Regions from separate parts of the Triticum aestivum genome. Here region 2 is linked to region 1. Evidence: chromatin contacts called from public Hi-C data. All regions are on one chromosome and are shown on one strand. Each heading gives the region's core, a stretch centred on a gene start, on an enhancer-like site or on the middle of the called end of the contact. The rest is flanking DNA. Distances are from core to core; before and after follow the strand shown.

What was found. Hi-C and Micro-C count contacts between places; a contact is called where the count stands out from the background.
Region 2: a contact with region 1 is called in a Hi-C map of leaf, with 4 times the contacts expected there. The contact joins the enhancer-like site here to the promoter of LOC123058109 in region 1. A contact is called at or near these places in 2 of 5 Hi-C or Micro-C datasets (leaf and an unstated tissue).

Annotation. Positions count from the first base shown.
Region 1 is chr3A:123,226,151-123,233,914 of IWGSC CS RefSeq v2.1, forward strand. LOC123058109 (peroxidase P7) reads left to right here and starts at 6,323. Exons shown (of 2, transcript XM_044480932.1): 1 at 6,323-6,627; 2 at 6,699-7,739. The coding sequence starts at 6,409. The coding sequence ends at 7,541.
Region 2 is chr3A:123,471,810-123,478,512 of IWGSC CS RefSeq v2.1, forward strand. No RefSeq gene overlaps it. Among protein-coding and RNA genes, the nearest start is that of LOC123060617, 30 kb to the left of the region's middle. Within about 2 kb of position 1,527, at least 2 of the 8 cell types and tissues checked have an H3K27ac peak or open chromatin away from gene starts, as enhancers often do.

The sequences.
Region 1 (7,764 bases), core at 5,073-7,572:
TTCTAAACATATATGTTACAAAATAATACTTTAGATAATGTTTTGATTAATTTTAATCATGTATTTAAAAAAGTTATATACGAAAAATGTATACAAGAAATGTGCAATGTGTGTGAAAACAGTTGAACGTGTATTTAAAATGTGTTAATTAAGCATTTAAAAATGTTAAATAAGTATTTGGAGAATGTTAACAATGACAAGATGGCAAGTGCAAGCCACAGAGGTGAGGCAAACATATAGAGGTAAAATACGTGGCGTGTTTAGGCCTTGCCATAGTGTTACCAGTGTAGTATGTTTGGGCGTATATTTGGGCCTTTTGGTAGACTTCGTGTTGGGCCTAATGCTGATAGGCTTAGTAGTCGTCATATCGTTGGACCTTTTGGGAGACATGTGCTGGGCGTCCTAAGTGAGGTGTGTTAGTTTGGTCATACTAAGTGCTGGGCGTTCCTACAAGCGATATTACAGATACTTAGTGTTCCTACAAGCGATATATAGCATGTGGAGCCGAGAACCGACAAGAAAAATAACTCAGCCCAACCCAAATGCTATATATCGCTTGTAGGAACACCTAATGCTCGTCCATTATATGTTTCTCACGAGCCAGCCCATTAGGGCTTTCACGAATAGAAGGGCTTGAGTGTTGGGGCTTCTTGGGCAACCTGTCTGACGGTTTTATGAAAGTTTCTTCGTTTTATCTCTATTCTTTGTTTTCTGCCGGTTTTTCTGTTTACTGTAACTATTTCTTCTGTATTTCTACCTTTTATATTGGATTTCTTCTAGTTTTCTGGTTTTCTCAAGCTTTATCAACCTTTTGCTTGTTTTTTTTTCAATTTTTCTTTACTTTCACTTTTAAAAATTGATGAATATTTTACAAAATTCGTGGATGCTTTTCAAATTGGTGAACATTTTCTTCAAATCCATGGCCACTTTTTAAATTATATTTTTTCACATTTTTCACTATTTTCAAATTACATTAACATTTTTAGACTTTGTGAAAAAATCATATTCATGAACCTTTTATGAAATTAATGAAAATTTTGAATTCATTGACGTTTTTAATATGTTTTTTATGAATAATCTGGAATATCTGAACATTTTTTGAATTCATAATCATTGTTAAAACTCGTGGACATTTTTAAACTCGTGAATAGTTTTCAAATTGAAGAGTATTTTCCGAACAACTTTTTTATTCGTGAACATTTTTCAAACTTGTGAGTGTTTTCCAACTCAAGAGCATTTTTCAAATTCACGATTTGATTTTCAGTCTGTGATATATTTTTGAATTCTTAACTTTTCAGAAATTCATGAATTTACTTGGAATTCACCTTGTGCATTCGGAGCGTTTTTTTTCATATCCGTGGTTTATTTTCGTGAGGCTTTTATAAAATTGATGTATGTTTTTTGAATTCATTTCTTGATTTTGTCATTTTTTCAATTGATAAACATTTTAAAATTAAAATGAAACCAACAAATAAAACTGAAGAGAAATGAGGAAATCAGAGAAAATAAATTTAGCTAGCAGCAATAGGCTTATGTGCTCGCTGTTGGTTACTGGTAGGTGTTGGCCCCGGTCCATGTAGCGAGCTACACGAGGCTTCTGCAGGAGCGGCACGAACCTGAAAACTATATCTTGCTTAAAGAGAGTACAACATGCAAAAAGTCCTATATTTTGAATAGTGCCAATATGATATCTTAAAGTTTCAAAAGTCCAAAATAAATTCAACATGTTCATACAAATGTATATAACAGATGTGCAAATGCTGATGCTGAAATAAGTAACCATGTAAGTTACACAAAAAATGGCAAAATCGTAATTTTGGAATGCATTTATTATTCGCTATTTAGAAATCACAAGTTTGTTATTTTTCTATAGGTCAAATGTTTACCTATTTCATCACCAAACTTACGCATATGTAATGTACATCAATATGATCATGTAGAATTCTTTTTGGATTTTTTTTAAAACTTTTAACACGATCTGTAACTAGTTGAAACAAGGTCCTCCAATGCACCCGGGTTCCAAACTCCACTCTCGTTCGTTAAGTTTCATTCCACACACTTGTGGTTTTGTTCGGTCACTGTACTAGTTTCGACTTGTTTTTTTCTAGGTTTTCTTCTTCTTTTGTTTTTTCGTTGGTTCTCTATGTTTCTTCACTCATTTTCTTCGGTTTTTCAGTTTTGCTTGTTTTTCAGATGGTTTCTCTGTTTTTTATTTCCTTTATTTTCTTTGTTCGTATTTTCACCGGTTTTAATAGTTTTTTTCTTGGTTTTCATTGTTTCCTTTTATTTTATTTTCTTTAGTTTTTTTGCTTTTCATTGATTTTATCTTTTGTTTCTTTTTTCGGTTTTCATTGGTTTTTAACAGACGTCTACATTTTTCAGTACACGATATTTTTTTTGGTGTACACGTGAATTTTTTTTTGATGCATGTTGAACATTTATCAAATACATGATGTATATATACTCCCTCTATTCCAAAATATAGTGCGCCCGTGCTTTCCGAGGTCCAACTTTGACCACAAATTTAACCAATGAGACTGACTGCAGCGGGAGAAAGAAATATATAATTGAAAACTTCTTTTGAATACGAATTCACTAGTATAACTTTTGCAGTCGGTCTCGTTGGTTAAATTTACGGTCAAAGTAGAAGCACGGGAATAGATGAAGCACTATATTTTGGAATGGAGGGAGTGTTTCTTTTCATATATGGTTTTAAACACTTTTTGAAATACATGGTCAACATTTTGAAAATACACATTGGACATTTTCTAATGACGTATAAATATTTTAACAAATTTAACAAACTTTTCTTGGAAACACCTGAGTATTTCTTAAGAATGTTGCATAAATTTGTTTCATGGGAATACTTATGTTTGAACCTATGAGAACATTATTTCACATTCAGGGACGGAGCCAGAAAATAATGATAGGGGGGGGGGGGGGGGCAAGAACTTGAAGGTTCAAAATCATAGTATACAAACTTTTTTGCGGGTGGAAATCATAGGATACATTAACACATACAGTAGTAAATATCATGAGATATAAATAACACTTTTCTTTTGCAGGATAAAACATATGTCCGTTGTTCTAAGATAAAAAATAAAATTACATTTGTATTAATTCAAAGTCAGGTTTACGAGCGCATCAGTATCAAAGATGCGAATGATTTCAAATACATCATTTAACATTTTCTCATAATTTTTTGATTTCTACTTTTTTGCATACACATTGTACAATTTCCATATACATTAGAAACACTTTTCTACATACATTTTACATTTTTCAAATGCATGATCAACATTTTTCAAATACTTTGTGGAAACTGGTTTTTGTAATAGATATATTTAGGATATTTAAATATATAAGGAAAAGTGAAAGAGAAAACGAAAGAAAATAATGTGAAAAAACGGATTAAAAGAAACGCGTTGAAGGCCTGTGGTCTGTGTTGGGCTGGCCCATTTTCGCATGTGCTTGAGGCGAGGCTTGCTACTTTCTCGCGTCAAGTGAGAGTTAGTCGCGCCACGACCTGATGTGCTAGCGTTGTACAGTGACTGCCAAATAGTATATATCATCCCGTCAACTCAGTACTAGCGTGAGGCCTCAAGTTGGTTGCTCTTGTCCGCCGGTTACCTGGGTAAGAAACAAAAATTCTCGAATTAAGCGATGCAAACGAAGCATGAATGGTTAGGGATTTCCTAACCATATGGATAACTAAGTATTATTCTCTTTATTCCTATCAATAAGACAAACACACATTTTAAAATTAAACTTTGACACTGAATTGGACCAATCAATTGTGGATTGTATGTGACATTATGTCATTGGATTCGTATTCCAAAGAACTGTTCAATGGTAAAATTTAGGTGGTCAAAGTTGGATTTTTGAATGCTTACACGTCTTATTCATTTGAATGAAGAGAGTATGATACCTACACTTGTCACTGGTGCTCGCATTTTTCTATATTTATTTTAGACTTTTCGCTCTGGTGCAATCCTTAGCGACAGAAAAATATTGCAGTTAGGTTGATAATAGTCGAGTGACATTAGTTCATCAGTGCGAACTAAGGAATCTGTTAGAAATGTTTTAAGATGAATATTGTTCTCTCTTTAATCAGGGATTGTTATATAAAAAGAAATGGAGTTTGAAAAAGGGAATGAAATGCTCATACCGGGACTGCTAGAGGAATTCAATAGCATAACTTGGGCTGGTAGAATATGACGCTTTTAGGACAATCTATTTGTAAAAGAAGACGCTTCCGTCGACTACGAGACACCTATGATCATAACTTCGTTAATCTCAAGATATGATGCCGGCTAGGTTCTGTGAGTGAATATCCAGGCCTACAAAGAAGGCATCGTAGTCGAAGGGGAGAGCCTATCCAAATGTGCAATGGTCACCTTTGCAAACCGAATGGAACTCTTACAACCTGGGAACCCCCGATGTAAAAACGGTATGTGATTCTGCCAACATCACTTGATCGCGCGGCCAATGGGAGACAAATGATGGCCGGTCGGTGGCGCACCATCCATGCTCGATCATCTCCCGTGGTCTGGAAGCGACGACAAAGATTCTGCAAATCAAGAAACGCATGCACGCATGCATACGACCATGATTTCAGAAGCATGCTTCCAAATTGGGAAATGTTCCATTGCGCCGCATGTGCGCGCCTTGCGATCGCTCTCGATCGTGCGACACGCAGGCCACGGGAGCGCTTCTCCTTCGAATCGTTTTCTTCATTATCTCTCCCCCCTCCCCGTCACGCGGAGCAACCGCTTGGTTTCCTTCATCTCCACCATCCAACGCACCGCACCGGCATGACAAGACTTTTTGCTGCCGGGGGGGGGGGGGGGGGGGGCAGAGAAGACGGCGACGATGGAGAAGTCGCGAGGCGGGGGAACTGCAAGAGGGCCGCGCGCGGCGCTAGTGCTCGTCAATGGCGCACGACAGCACGGTGATGCTGGAACCGTTCAACGAAAGTTTCCACTGTTTGATTCGAAACCTTCAACCGACGGCATAAAAAGCTTCAACCGAGACACTGCGTAATTTAAAAGCTGCAATCGTCATAAGAAAGCTACCATCGTTCTGGAAAAAGATTCAAGTAGAATACTGATTTTTGAAGGTGGGGCATTGCGCAAACCCAAAAGGTGGAACTCGCTACGAGAAAAGCTTTAACTGACGGCAAAAAAGGTTTCAACCATAGACAAGGGAAGCCATGGACGACGACGAAAAGGTGCAACCGGCTTCGTTGTTTGCTAAAACCGGCTTTTTTGCCACAACCAGAGGATGGTGAGTGTGATGACCGTGCACGGCGACTTATTTTTTTGCCACAACCGGCTCGTTTATTTGCTACGACCATCTTCGTCTTTGCTACAAACAGAGGCTCGGTGAGCGTGCTGACCGTGGGAGGCGAGGATAGGCGAACGACGACGAGGACGGCCAGCGAGGGCGGCGAACGGCGATGAGGAGTCGAGGACGGCCGGCGGAGGCGGGGACAGGCGATGAGGACGTCCGGCGGGGGATGGCCATCGGAGAGTCTGTGCAGCCGGCAAGATGAAAGAGAGCGAGATGCATGAGAAAATTTTCATACACGTGTGGCATGCGACGGTTACGATCCATCAGATGGGATGGCTGCAGGCCGATCGGCCCAAATTTGGGCGGGCACCCGCCTTCCAAATTATACTACCGCCGGTCTGCCCATTACTGACGAGAAGTGCACATGGGCAAAGCTTCGTAGGTACGTAGCGTCAGTATGGTATGGATGGAAATGGAGTGGACGGATCCAGCAATAGTGCAGGCCTGTGACCGTCCGATTATCCCTGCTTATTTCACCGTCCGATTTACGAGTGCGATCACTGGCCAGCGTTCCGATTTACGAGCTCGGGGATGGCCCGGCCGTTTGTCCGGAATCGTGGCAACTTGCAACGCACAGTACTGCTGACTGATTGATGCTCGATCGCTGCTGGTTGGTGCCACATGCACTGCCATGCACGCGACGCACACTCCTCCGGTGGCCATTGGCGTGTGCCTCTGGCCGGCCGGGCCACTCCATCCATCCATGGGGCTCCGTCCCGGCCGTGTCTCGACCGCCGTGCTCGCTCCGGCTGGCGCTACCATCCACGGCCGCGCCCGCCCGCTCGATCGCAGCACGTACGTACGTCCCCCAGTGGCCACCACCCAAGCAATCCTACTGCCTGTCACTTGTCACCTTCCAAACGATAGCGACAAGATCCCCTCCCCGACCCCGTCCCGATCCAGCAGCGAACAGCGCACAGGCTGCCGCGGCATCCAACGTTTGATCAGCGTGTGAGTGTCCATATATACGGACGTGCTTAACACTTCACTCTCGCTGCGGCGGAGGATCTTCCCTTTCTCCTTTAGCCGTTGCTTTCTGGAAGTGTGGGCGGGGCGATGGGGATGCTCCAGGCGCGCGTCGTCGTGCTTGTTCTCGCGGCGGCGGCGGCGGCCGTTGTGGTCGTCGTCGACGGCCAGATGTCGCCGGCGTTCTACGACGCCTCGTGTCCGGAGCTGCAGTCCGTGGTGCGCCGCGGCATGGCGCAGGCCGTGCAGAAGGAGGCGCGCATGGGCGCGTCCATCCTCCGCCTCTTCTTCCACGACTGCTTCGTCAATGTACGTTTCGGTTCCGGCCGGTCACGAGTTACATCCTGCCAACTGCGTGCTGAGTGTGGATGCGTGCGCAGGGGTGCGACGCCTCCGTCTTGCTGGACGACACGGCCAACTTCACGGGGGAGAAGAACGCCGGGCCGAACGCCAACTCGCTGCGCGGCTACGAGGTCATCGACGCCATCAAGGCGCAGGTCGAGGCTTCCTGCAAGGCCACCGTCTCCTGCGCCGACATCGTCGCGCTCGCCGCCCGCGACGCCGTCAGCCTGGTCGGTACCCGCTTCTCCCTCTCCCTCTTTCTGGCATCCTGGCCGGTGGCATTACTAACGGTGGCCGCGTGCGTGCAGCTCGGGGGGCCGAGCTGGACGGTGCAGCTGGGCCGGCGAGACGGGCTCTCGGCGAGCCAGAACGCGGCGAACGCCAACCTGCCGCCGCCGGACGCGAGGCTCCCCGACCTCCTCGCCAGGTTCAGCGACAAGGGCCTGGACGCGCGCGCCCTCACCGCGCTGTCCGGGGCGCACACCGTGGGCTGGGCACGCTGCACCACCTTCCGCACGCACATCTACAACGACACCGGTAACGAGGCCGTGGACGCCGCCTTCGCCACCCAGATACGCGCCAAGGCCTGCCCCTCCGCCGGCGGCGACGGGAACCTCGCGCCGCTCGAGCTGCGCGCCCCCGCCGCGTTCGACAACGGCTACTTCCAGGACCTCGTCGCCCGCCGCGTGCTCCTGCGCTCCGACCAGGAGCTCTACGGGAGCGGCGTCGGCAACGGCAGCACGGACGCGCTCGTGCGCGCCTACGCCGCCAACGCCACGCTCTTCGCGGTAGACTTCGCCGCCGCCATGGTGAGGATGGGCAACCTGGCGCTCACCGGGAAGAACGGCGAAGTCCGGCTAAACTGCCGGCGAGTGAACTGAGCTGACTCAGTCGATCAGTGAATGAATTCTTGATGTGCGCAACGCAAAAAGCATAAAGCTGTTCACAAAGATACAAAATGGGCACTGCTGTTCGTGCACTGGATTTTCTGCCTTTCTCCCGTTTGGTTCGGGGTGAGCAGCTAATATCTGACCCGTGGCAAGATCCTCTACGCAGGAGAACAAAATTTAGCCATTTTATGTGCAGATGGGCGGTTGAGATAGG
Region 2 (6,703 bases), core at 277-2,776, 240 kb after region 1:
AAACGTGCGTCCAAGTCCTGAACCGTTTTCACAATTGGATTTCTCACATTGAGATCTTCAAAATTAGATCCCATGTTAACAGGTTTCGATGAATTTTTTCTTTTCACTAAAAAACAACAAGAAAGAAAACCGAGCAGGAAGCACACTTTTTCACTTTTTTCCTTTCGAGAAACTACTGTCCATCTCGCTGAAGCAAATCTGTGTGTCCACGAGAAGCAAATTTGTATTTCTCACTGAAGAAAAAAAACACATTTTTTTATCCTTTTTGGGAGGAACCTTGTGGAAACAAATTTGTGCCACGAAAACACGTTGTTTCATTCTGAGAGTCGCAGAAGAAAATCTGTGCCTTTATGGAAAGAAAATTTGCACATCCCATGGAATACAAAAAAGTGCGTTTTTGCGCAAAACAAAGTTCAATTTTTTTCCTCAAAAAACTAGGCAAAACCGGGCGAAAAGTGAAAACCTGAAAAAACAATCTAAAACCTGTGAACGCGTACAGAAAAATAAAACAAGATCCTAAGGAAGGGCTGAGCATGCTACATGTGCCGGCGGCTGAGAGCGCGCCAAGTGGCGCACTCCTAGCCCACCAAAGTGATCCTTGCGGGGCAACCACAAGGGGTATTCCTTGATTAGTTGCTCTCTTGTTCTTTTCTTTCTTTATTTTCGTTCTCTTCTGCTTTTTCTTTGATTTTCTATTTCTTCACCGGTTTTCTATAATCTTTTTTTTTTCTTTGTTATACTTCAGTTTACTTTGTTTTCTCACAAGTTTTCATTATTTTTTATTTAATTCGTTAAAATTGGTTTCTCTTTCTTGTTTTCGGTTTTCTTTGTTTTTCTTCTGTTTGTTGCTTTTCTTTTCCGTTTCTTTGCTGGTGTTCATCGGGTTTTTTCTAGGTTTTCTTTGTTTTTTTACCTTTTCACTTTCAATACATCCCTACATTTTTCTTGCACATTGTACATTTTTCGTGTATGTCAAAAATATTTTTAATATACGTTTAACATTTTTCAAATATATGTTTGATGTCTATTGTTTCTGTACACATTGTATACATCCAAAAAAATTTGTACATGTTTAACATTTTTTGAACGTATTTCTCTATACCCATTGTTTTGATGTCTTCTTTTTTCAAATGCATCATTCATTTTTCTTATGTGTCCAAAACATTTTTATGCATATTTTTTGCATTATATGAACTTTTTTAGAAGTAGTTCATGTACATGTTTACGAAACGCATGAACATTTTTTTCACAAACATTGTTTCAAAAACTATTAACATTTTTTAAGTTATGCTAACAAAATATTTACACTATGTTAACATCTTTGAAATTCTCGATTTTAACTTTTTTGAAGTAAATACGATATTTTTCATTTCATATAAGTAAAGGTTATAAAAGAAAAAAAAGAACAATGAACGACCGTACCAAACGAATGAATGTGGCGAGAAACTTGAGCTGGTCCACTACTAGCTATCTTCAAGCGATGGCTGCCTACAGCTTGCAATTAGGCACATGTCTATATATCGCCTTCAGCGAGTCTGGCTTCGGACTCCCTGAAGGGGCGAGCGAGGTGGGCCGGCCCATGAGCGCGGGAGACCACAGACTATTTTCCTGTTTTATTTATGTTTTTTCATGTTAATAACTTAAGTGTCGCATCCGACTGTCTGAGAGTCGTGAAGGAGCTTCAAGTATGAACTCACCTTCGTCCTTACAGAACTATTTTGAAGGGAATCCAGGTGCGGGCGGGATTGTTTCAATCGTGCTCTTTTAGTCATGAACAACGCGAGAACAATGGGGAACCCCATAGATTAGCAAAGATGGCAACATCCTTACAGTCTGTCATGTACGGCTGGTTTCACCACCAGAACATCTTTGTATCCCCTTGAACATTGAATATTGAATAAAGCGCGTTGATCCTAAAAAAAATTTATGTTTTCTTTTTTTTGCTTTTATTTTTGTACCTTTTTTCTTTAAAATATTCTAAATATATATACTACAAAAAAATTCTTCAAAAAATATTTAAAAAATGTTAAACAAGTATTCAGAAAGTGTTGACAAGTATTTGAAAAATGTAGAACAACTATTTGAAAAAATGTTGATCATGCATATAAAAATGTTAAATAAGTATTTGAAAAATGTTGAACAACTACTTGAAAAATATTGATTATGTATATAAAAAATGTTGAACAAGTTTTTGTAAAACGTTGAATGTATTTGAAAACTGTTGAACAAGTAATTGAAAAAATATTGGAAAAGTATTTGAAAAAATGTTAATCATGTATATAAAAATATTGAACAGGTATTTGAGAAAATGTTGAACAAGTATTCCAACAATGTTGAAGAAGTATTGGAAAAAAAGTTGATCATGTATATAAGAATGTAGAATGAAAACGAAAAGACAAAGAAAAACCAAAAAAATGAAAACCGAAAAAAAGAAACAAAAGAAACCAAAGGAAAAAAGAAAATGAAAAAAATGAAATTAAGAATGAAAATCTAACGGAAAATGGAGAAGAAAAAAGAAATCAATCAAAAAATGAAGAAAAACCTGTCAAAGAACAAAAGAAAAAAAAAGAGAAAAAGCATGAAAAACATGGAAAACCGGCATAGTTTGCCTTAGGTGCACATTGCACCAACAACTTATCGAATGCAAAACATGGGCGCAGTGGCTATCGTTGCCAGCCTCTCCCAGCAGACGGGAGATTGATCACTGTTTCTCCCATTTTACCATTCCCTTTTTTCGTTTAACTGTGCTCCAAATTGGGCCGGCCGAACTACTGTACACCATTCAGCGATAGTTTCCTTCCTTTTAGCTTAACGCGAGCCCGCCTTTGAAATTTGTATATAATGATTTAAAAAATGTATATACAAATTTTTTGATCATGTATTTAAATTTTTTAAACATATTTTAAAAATGTTGATCAAGCATTTGAAATTTGTTAACCTCATATAGAAACATGTTCACCAACTATTAATTTTTTGATTTTTTATAATGTATATAAAAAGTATTAATCAAACATTTGAAAATGTCGAACACGTGTTTGAAAAATGTTAATCAAGCTTCTGAACATTTAAAATGTATATAGAAAAAAATGTTGACTATGAGTTCAAAAAATATTAATATTAGTCAAGCATTTGAAAAAGTGTTAAATGCGCATAGAAAAATTTTCATATAATATTTAAAAAATAATGATCAACAATTTAAAATGTGTATAATAAAAATGTTGACCATGTATTAAAAATGTTAAACTTGTATTACAAATTTTTTAACCTTGTATTAGAAAAAAATATTGACATATGCGAAAAGGTAGAATGAAAACAAAAAACAATGAAAACCAAAAAAACGAAAACTGAAAAAGAAACAAAATAAACCAAAAGAATGAAAAATAAAACCAAAGAAACAAATATAGGAAAAATACGAAAACGAAAATACTAAAGCGGAGAAGATAAAACAGAAAGAAACAAAAGGAAACGGAAAAAAATGGAAACCAAATAAAGAGATGAAAAAGGAACAAAAATGAAGAAATGTAGAAAAAAAGAACAGAAATAGGAAAACAAACAAACAACACGGAAGAAAATGAGAAAACCGAGAAGAAAAAAAGATAAGAAACTAAATAAAACGAAAAAATAAATACATAAATAAATAAAACCAAAGATAAAACGAACAAAAGTAAAGAAAAAATCGAATGAAAACCAGAACAAAACAAAAAAAACAGAAAAAAAAACGGAGAAGGAACGGTGCAAAACCCAGCATGTTTCGACTAATTATACCCGTGCTACAACTCTGTCACAAATCCCAGCGAAACCGAGTGGCTAGCCGTGCTCTCCCTCAACCAGGTGACCAGGGTTCTAATCCCCTACTCGCTTTTTTTTTACTCCTCTTTTTTTTCCGTTCTGCGCGAATGGGCCTGCACAAGTATTGGAGACCCTGTTAGAGAGAGAACCGTAGGTCTCGCTGGATGCGAGATATAGCACTCACGTCCTATAAGCGAGCTATGCACCCTTATCGTGTTGCCTAAATCAGCCACTCCCCATCTAACACTTCACGTTTGGCACCAACACAAAATGTGTGTGAACTAAAAATGTTTTAGAAGTTTTGAGAAAAATTATGAAAAATTTAAAATGTTTATGTATTATTTGTTCTTATAAATTAAAAAAAATTCAGCATTACAAAATATGTTTGGGAGTTTTAAAAAATATTCACAGAACCAAAAAATGATGATGAACTTTAAGATATGTTACAAAATTTCAAAAGATTCTATCAAATCATAAAATAATCATGAATTTCGAAAAAACGGAATTTAAAAATGTTTATGAATCATAAAAAATGTTCATAAATTTTGAAAGCGTACAAAAAGTTAAATTATTCTGGCTATAAAAAATGTTCACAGATTAAAAAGTTCTTAATTTTAGAAAATATGGGTAAATTTTAGAAAATGTTCATGAATTTAAAAAATGTACGTAAATTTATTTTTCCCTTGAGTTTGCGGGAATCCAGGTTGCAGCTAGGCCCCATGTGAATCATTTGCTCTTTGCAGATGACATTTTTTTCATAAGTGAGGAGGTAGCTGCTTACATCAAACCGATCCTTAGAGAGACTACTACCAAGCCTTGAGATAGTGAGTTAATTTAGATAGTTATTCAGTCTTTTTTGGAAGGGTTGCTCTAGCACCGTTTCGTGATCATATGAAAACAATTATGAATGTGGCCAATGATTCTTTAACTAAAAGATACCTTGGGTTCCCTCCATCCTTTTGGGTGATCAAATAATGGTAGATTTAAGTATCGCAAATACAGAGTCTGGGCAAGAGTGAGATGATGGTTGGAGCGAGCACTGTCTGCCATCGGGAAAGAAATTCTCACCAAATCAGTATCTCGGGAAGTTCATACATACTCGATCGTGTGTTTTAAGTTACCTCGAGGTCTAAGCCAACATACTCCTTACTGTGGAAATTCTGATGGGGTGAGGGGTTAATAAAGGTGAACGGAAAATATCATGGCTGTCATGGGAGAACATGACAAAGCCAAAACAGGATGGATGATTAGGGATTACTGACATTGAGTTGTTCAATTTGCAATTGCTTGAACGAGACTTGGCGGGTCCTAACTACAACAATGTACTTAAGTGTGCACAACTTGAAGGTTGTGTATTTCCTAGAAAGCTCTATCTCACATGCTGTGTTGGGTCTGAGAACGTCTACCGTGCGACAATCATTATCTTAAGGACATGATGATTTGAAGCTTGGAATTATAAAACGTGTTGGTGACGGAAAGGAAAAAAGTATCTTTGGAGATAATTGGTTGTCATATCTTCTACAGAACATTACACAAACTAATGGGTCTGTACTTGATAACACACAAGCGTATGGAATTTATCGTAGACTTTTCGATAAGTAAGGGCGTCAAACTCAATGAGGAGCAGAAGGAATTAATTGAATGAAGCTAGTAAGAAATCACTACAAAAGTTGCAAAGATTGTTTGATGGTTTGTTTTATTACAAGAGAAATTGCAAAAATAATGTTAAAAAAAGTGCAACAAGTGACCCAATCTTTAGTTGTGGCAAGGATAAGGCAGTTGATTATAAATTGAGGCCCATCTATGCTAAGTATGAAGATGCCCCATGTGGGGTTAGTTATCTCATTGATAATGTCGCATGTGCACGGAATGAGGAGGTTTTCACTCACTTCTCAGGTGCAGGCGCGTGTGGAGCAATTTTAAGAGATGTGACGAGTCGCTTCATGTGCTTGACGCACCAATGATGGAGGCTTTTGCGGTGCTGTTGGGACTAAGACTAGAAGAGGAGCCTAGTATTATTTTGTTGGAAATATGGCCTAGAGGCAATAATAAAGTGGTTATTGTTATATTTCCTTGATCATGATAAAGGTTTATTATTCACACTAGAGTTGTATTGTCCAGAAACTTAAATACATAAATCAATACCGTGTCGCTAGTGAGCCTCTACTAGACTAGATCGTTGATCAAAAGATGGTTAAGGTTTCCTAACCATAGACATGTGTTGTCACCTGATAACGAAATCACATCATTAGAAGAATGATGTGATGAACAAGAGTCATTCGTTAGCATAGCATATGATCGTTCAGTTTATTGCTACTGCTTTCTTAATGTCAAATACATATTCCTTCGACCATGAGATCATACAACTCCCGGGTATCGAAGGAATACCTTGTGTGCTATCAAACATCATAACGTAACTGGGTGATCATAAAGGTGCTCTACAGGTATCTCCGAAGGTGTTTGTTGAGTTGGCGTGAATCGAAATTAGGATTTGTCACTCCGCATGACAGAGAGGTATCCCTGGGCCCTCTCATTAATACACATCACAAGAGGTTTGCAAGCAAAGTGACTAAGGAGTTAGTTGCAATGTGATGTATTACAGAACGAGTAAAGAGACTCGTCGGTGACGAGATTGAACTAGGTATAGAGATACCGACGATCAAATCTCGGGAAAGTAACATACGACAGACAAAGGGAATTACACATGTTGTCATAAAGGTTTGACCGATAAAGATCTTTGTAGAATATGTAGGAACTAATATGGGAATCCAGGTCCCGCTATTGGTTATTGACCGGATAAGCATCTCGGTCATGTCTACATAATTCTCGAACCTATAGGGTCCGCACGCTTAACGTTCGTTGACGATATAGTATTATATGAGTTATGTGAACTGGTGACCGAATGTTATTCGGA